Linked DNA regions of Anser cygnoides: region 2 is linked to region 1. Evidence: chromatin contacts called from public Hi-C data. All regions are on one chromosome and are shown on one strand. The core of a region is the stretch at or near the end of the contact, and the rest is flanking DNA. Distances in the headings are between cores, read along the strand shown.

Region 1 (3,272 bases), core at 283-2,782:
TTGCTCGCTAGCCAGGGGCGGGGGGGGAAGGAGGGGGGGGGGGGGGCTGGATGGGCAGGGGGGTCACTCCCGCACATCTCCGCAGCCTGACGCCAACATTGGGCTGCGTTAGGGGGAGAGGCCGGGGGGGGGGGGGGGGGGGGGGAGGAAGGGGTGCTCCTCTAGGTAAGGGACAAGAGTTTCCTGGGTCTGTCCCAATCCCTGTCCGTGCTTCCCGTAGGTGCTGCGATCTCCCACCCCTTCCCCTCTCCTCGCCCCGTGCCCACAGAGGGGCGGCCAGGGGGCACGGGGCGTTATTACCATGGAGGGGCTTTCGCTCGCAAACCAGCCGCCGGCTCCCACCTATCGTGGGACACCACCAACCCCCCCAAAACAAAAAACACAGCCCGGGGCTGCAAACAGCGCCTGGGCTTTTGGAGGCGTCGGGAGGCGGGGGGGCCCGGGCCGGCATCCAGCGGGGCGCAGCCCCCCCGCGGTGGGGCCACGCGTGGCGCTGACACCGGCAGGGCACGCAAGTAAAAGCGCCCCAAAGGGTACGTTACCGTCGGTGGCAGGTCTTTTCCTCTGCCCAGTGCACTGCTCTGCAAAGTCCGTCTGCTTTTCAGAAAGAGCAGTCTTTTGATCTACACAGTGAGTGTGCTCTGAGATTCCCTGAGAACCGACAAAAATCACGGTTTGGCAATTCCCGTTTACATCCAGGCTCTGGTGGCCGGCGGACTTGCAGACAGCTTTGAGTAGCCTCGGGGGTCTGAAGTAGAATTCGGGCGAGCTCCCCTTCTCCACGGCTTGCCACTCGTACCTGCCTTCCAGCGGCTTGTGATTCTGGAAATCGAAATTCCACTTCCTCTGGCATGCCTCCTCCATCTCCTTGCGGTGCTTCTTCAAGTCCCTGTTTAACTCTTCGTGGTTCACCGGCCCGAAGAGGTTCCTGCAGGCTGACGGCTTCGGGTACTCCGACTGCCGGGCTTCCATGCGCTCCAGGGTAGGGCTCCCATTAGAAATGCGTACGTTTGACATCTCCCCCCGGCCTCTTTCTTCTGGCGGCGCTTGTTTTTCTCGCTGCACCCCCTTCCTCCTCCTCCTTCTCCTCCTCCTGCTCTCCGCCTTTCACCTCTCGGCGCTCGCAGCTTCTCCTCCTCTCTCCGCGCCGCCCCGCTCGCCCTCGCAGGAGCGGCGGAGAGGCTCTGCCCCAGGCGCCGCAGCCCCGACGGCCGCCGTCGAGGAGCCCGGGCGGGTCGAGAGCCGCGCGGGGGAGCGCGCAGGCGGGCGGGGAGCGCGCAGGGGGCGCGCAGGGAGCGTGCAGCAGGCAGGCGGGCAGGGAGTGCCGCTGCCCTCCCTCCCTCCCTCCCTCCCTCCCTTCCTTCCGTCCGTCCCTCCCTCCCTCCGCGGCCCTGGCTCCGCGCTGTCCCCCCGACGGCCGCCCGGCCCCGCCGCTCTCCCCGCGGCCGCGTAGTAAAAAAGGGCGAGAGGGGGGGAAAAAAAACCCGGGCGAGACGAGCCCTTTTCTCGGTTGCCCAATATGGCGATTGAAGGGAGGTTGACGAAGGAGAAAATGATTGACAGGACGAGTCTATTTAAACAGTGGAGCCGAGCCATTGGTTAGGGCGCCGGGCACCGCCCCGTCGGCGCGGCCCTACCTCGCCGCCGCCGCCGGCCCTAAAGGTGGCCCCGGCTCCGCTGCCTCCCCTCGGCGGGGCGGGGAGAAGCCGGAGCGATGGAGGCCGCCGGCACGGCACGGCTCCGTGCACCGCAGCCCAGCCCAGCCCAGCCCAGCCCAGCCCGCTGTCCTCCCGCAAAGCCCAGGCCCGGCGAAACTTGTGCCCCCCACCCAAAAAAAAAAAAAGAAAGAAAAATGCTGTTGCTCGGCCGCTGGGCCTGGAGTAATGGTGGCAGCTAGCTACGTTTTGGCTCGGTCTCCAGAGCGCTCGGAGCTTTGCTTTGCCACGGCCCCCCCACCCCACCCCCCGCCCCCCCCCCGTCAGGAGTTCAGGGCAGCCCCCAGACGGGAGCGGGACCCGGGACACCCCGGGACCCCCGTCCCATCACAGACAGCAGCAGGACCTCCCGGGACCCCTGTCCCATCACGGACCCCGGCCACCAGGAGCGAGGGAGGGATCGCCTCTTGCTGTCTGCCTGGCAGAGGAAGGACCATTAAGGTGTGGAAATGGCCCTAGAAAGCCTCCTCAGGGATTTCAGACCTTGGCGAGCAGAGGGAAGGAAATGAAAGCCTTCGTTTTAGCCCTGTTTGTGTGCTCTGAAGATTAGGCGAGCCAAGAATCGCAGCCAGGGATTTTCTGAGCTGCTTCCTCGGATAGCTGCAGCAGATACGCTGGAGATAAGAGCAACGCAGCATCCTCCTCCATCCCATCCTTGGCTGTAGCCCCTTCCCACTGCCACCTTCCCTCGGCGGGCAGGGCAGCCCCCTCAGCACGTTGCAGGACACTGGGGCTGCTTGCAGGTGCTGGAGGTTTGGGCTTTTCCCAGGGCCCAGGTGGCTAGGAGGACTGGAGACCCTTCACGCCAGGCCATCTGGCAAGATCAGACACAACCACCTTGGGATACTGGTTCTGGGGGGCTGCACCAGCAGCAAGCTACCTCAGCGAGCCAGGGCCAGCACAACCAGGTTCAACTGGCTGAAAGAAGAGTCAACTGGTGTGGCCTTGAAGATAGTGAGCTTCTGCCCCGTGCTGTGCTCACACACACCAGACACACACACACACCGTCTGGGTTGGGGTCTGCAGTTGCGATGGGCCACCCAAACCTACAATGCAGTCGCTTTTGCCAGCCAGTGAGCTAACTCCGCAAATATTGTAAAGGGAACAAAACCAGCTCACAACACTCAAAACCAGGCCTCAGCACTCTGCTTGCCTCCATCAGCCCCGAGGCAGAGGCCCCTGGCCCTTGCTCAGCCCCCTCGCCCAAGCGATCTCAGTACGGCCAGTCCCCGGTTCCAACAATGATGTGCGCAGCCAAAAAAGAAGAATAAAAATGAGATGGGTTTTAAAACCACAAGGTTGAAATAAAATATTAGCCATGTTATTTTTGTTTGTTTGCCGGGATTTTTAGCACTCAGAAGTTGTTTTCCAGCTTCTCTCAGCAACCACAAAATCTAGCAATCCACTTACAGAAAATTAAAACTTACATTCTCATGTCTGCAGGAGCTTAGACTTTTTTTTCGTTTTCTTTTTTTTTTTGAAGTTGCAACTCTATGATAAAGCTGCATGAGCTGGCAAAGTGAGGCCTATTCATCTGCTTTATTTGAAGGATTTCTT
Region 2 (3,238 bases), core at 67-2,566, 70 kb after region 1:
AATTTAAATTTAAAAAAAAAAAGGAGGAAGAGATTTTGCCATGAATCCCTGAACTCCACGTGTTCACCCAGACATGCACTTGCCATGGTGCCAAAATGAAAACTGTAACATGATTGTCTTTAGGCCACATTATTTACTGTCCCTATGTAAGTCTATAACTATAGTTATAACTATAGTCATAACTGTATTTGATATAGTCTAACAAGAGAAGAACCATCACTTGGACTGTTCCTTTCATCAGCAGCCTGTTTGATGAAGGAGATCCACACTAAAGGCTTAATAATGTACGCAGAAACTTCACGATCTTACAGGTAGATGCATCCATGTAGCCACTGACCTCATATAAAAATATCAGCTGTATTAAATGCAGATCTCATTCGCGCAATTTTTCAGTCCCAGCCAACTCTGGCAGCACGACGAGGACTACTGCTCAGCAGCACTACAGAATCCAGCAGCAGATTTGCAATTCCAGATGCCACAATTTGCTTCAGCCCACTTCCAGCATCTTTTATTTTTTTTTAAACTGCTCCTCTTAGGGAACAATGATGAAATCGTTGGATAGTTTTGTGAAGATGAGCATCTGATCAGTGTCTGAAAGAGAGGAAGTGACAAAGAACCCAAGGTCTTGTTCTCACGGAGCAGACTGTTACAGTATTTCAGTTCATTTTCCTGAAAAAATGTAATAAGAATAATATCAGGATTTCATGCTAAGTGCAAATGAGCAGACTGTTCTGCTTTGCATATTTATACATGAATCCAGCCCAGAAAAAAAAATCATACTGAAGGCATTGAAAAAAAAATAAAATCAGTGCATGGAAAAGGACTTAATACATTCACAACGTTATTTAGCTCTAACAAAGAACAGCAACCCCAGATGACCTTCTGGCTCCTGTCTCCACCCAAGTTCTTGGCCCGTGTTCAACGTCCTGGCAAAAGTTGCAGACATCCGCAATGCAATGCCAAGTAGCTGTTTTGTCTGTAGATATGTAATAGAGATTAGACGAGTGGTGGTGGGGAGCTGCTACACATAAAACAGCACCTCCAAACACAGAGCTGGCATCCAATTCCCATCCACGAGCCCTCTCCCAGTGGTGCCAGGCACCTCCCGAAGGCTTCAATGGCTCAGCAAGAGCCAAAAATGTCCAGTGCTGCAGCTCACGGGTCCTGCCTCCACCCCGGGCCCCCTCCTGTGTCAGGGCCGAGGCAAGGCTTTCATGTCAATGATTAACTCCACGCAATGGGGCTCCGCCGGCTGTGCGAGGGGTGGCTAGAGAGCAGGGCCCGTGACATCATGCCCTGCTGGTGTGCTGTCACGGATCGCCAATTCGCCTCCCTGTGCAAGTGAGCAGAGCTGGCGCTGGACTGGAAATGGGAATGTAACCCTGCGCATATGGCTTGTTAACACTTCCCGCGTGGGGTCGGGCTCACACAGGCACCTGAACCGTGCCCATCGTGGAAGCAGCTTGTGTTTTCCTGTAGTGGGCTTTAAAAGAAAGTCTAGTTTGGACTTTAAATACCTTTTTCCTCTTTTTTTCCACTGGAGATAGGAAACAGTTCTTTCATGTGTTTGGAAACACAAACTGTGACTGGCAGAATATTAGAGAGCAGAAAAACAGCTTTTGAAAAAAGGTCCTGGAGGGGTGAGCAAGGCAGATTAAAAGTTAGACCCCACACCTATCTAGCCAAGCTCTTTGAATCACACACCCCCAGCTCTAAGAGGTTTGTTTGCACTTTCATCATAGAACTGACTAGACGTGCAATTCAAGTTAAATGGAAACTGAAAAGGGGGAAAATGTTGGCCTTTCCTTATTTCTCTTTTTTCTTCTCCTCCTCCTTCTCCTCCTCCTTCTCCTCCTCCTCCTCCTCCTCCTCCTCCTCCTCCTTCTCCTCACTTATGTATGAAGTGTAAAGAAAGCATCAAATATCAAGCATTTTGCTTCAACATGTGTTAATTTTTACCATCTATACTCTTACCAAGACTGGTATGACTGGGGAATGAGTGCAAAGGAAGCTGCCCTAAAATAACATGTTAATTCTGAATAATGTAATATGTACAATTATAGCATTTTGTATAATATGTAATAATTATTCAATAAGTTATTAAATTCTCATTGTGCTAATATTTTGGGTGAATAGCAGGCTGCCATGAGAAACCAGGCAAGAGAACATGAGGTCTCTATTAGACACACAGATTCAGAAAACACTCTGGGTCTGTTAGGAGACAGACCCAGCCACCTTCCATGAGACTTTGCTTCCCTTCCTAGCCAAGTAACAAGACTTGTCACACAGAGCTGTCACTAACAAGCAGATGAGCCACAAGACAGAATTGTTTCAAATAATTATTTTTTTCCTCTCAGAAAGGGTCTCCAGTGATGATGACTGGTGCTGTCCCTTCCCCATGCCTGCTCACCCTCCGTCCCCTTGCCTGGCCAGCTCAAAAAGCCCTCGCTGATTTCCCTGCCCCACGCTCCATTCCTCCACCCCTGCAGCAGGTTGGGATTAATCTGGCAGCACAGCTTCGTGTGGGAGGATGCTGTGTGTATATTTTCCCTCTGGGAATAATTAACCAAGGTCAACATTGCTTGAGCCCTAGATGGGGAACCATCAAGAAAAACACAAGCACCACAGAAAGCGGTGCTGGTAACTTGGTATGCGGGAAACCATCTGAGTCAGAGATGACCCAAACCCTCTGCATAGTAGTATTCAAGCAGGGGCCACTTTATTCAAGCATCGCCAACCTCAGGTGCACTTCCAACACCAGTCACTCCCCCATCTCCCTCTCTGCTTGCACCAGGTAGCCACTTGGGCAGCCAGTTGAGCAGACCGCCCCCACAACATGGGCAGCTTACTGAGTGTTGTAAAGGGTGGGCACAGCAGGGGTGAGGTGATGTGAGGAGAAAGCATATGCAATTACTGTTTTTCTATAGCAAACCAGCACCTGACATACCCTAGCAGGCACGCTTCATTGCACTTTTCACAGAAGCAGGCTTTTGAAACTCTGAGCAATTGGTGTGCTTGGCCCTCCCTTGCTGGACTTCTGTTTGGGGCAGCATCCACCAGCGTACCCTGTGGTGTGCAACAGAAGAGCAGACAGAGCCACTCTTCATTTGCAATGGAGTTCACAGAACTGTAATTTACAGAAAGGTCTCTATCCAGTTTGTAAGACAATTAGGAACCCTTCAGGAAGGAGGATGTTGGTAAATGATTTTTATCCAACAATTGTAATTCTCCTCCATAT

What was found. A called contact is a pair of places that touch in the nucleus more often than the background predicts.
Region 2: a contact with region 1 is called in a Hi-C map of liver, with 2.0 times the contacts expected there. The contact joins the enhancer-like site here to the promoter of CDKN1B in region 1. A contact is called at or near these places in 2 of 7 Hi-C or Micro-C datasets (both in liver).

The regions. Positions count from the first base shown.
Region 1 is chr1:71,914,844-71,918,115 of Taihu_goose_T2T_genome, forward strand. It overlaps CDKN1B (cyclin dependent kinase inhibitor 1B), which reads right to left and starts at 1,533. Exons shown (of 3, transcript XM_066999806.1): 1 at 543-1,533. The coding sequence starts at 1,017. It overlaps LOC106030870 (a long non-coding RNA gene), which reads right to left. Exons shown (of 5, transcript XR_010832502.1): 5 at 2,004-3,272.
Region 2 is chr1:71,985,160-71,988,397 of Taihu_goose_T2T_genome, forward strand. No RefSeq gene overlaps it. Among named protein-coding and RNA genes, the nearest start is that of GPR19, 34 kb to the right of the region's middle. Within about 2 kb of position 1,317, at least 3 of the 3 cell types and tissues checked have open chromatin away from gene starts, as enhancers often do. A contact at or near this core is called in liver, where this site is marked.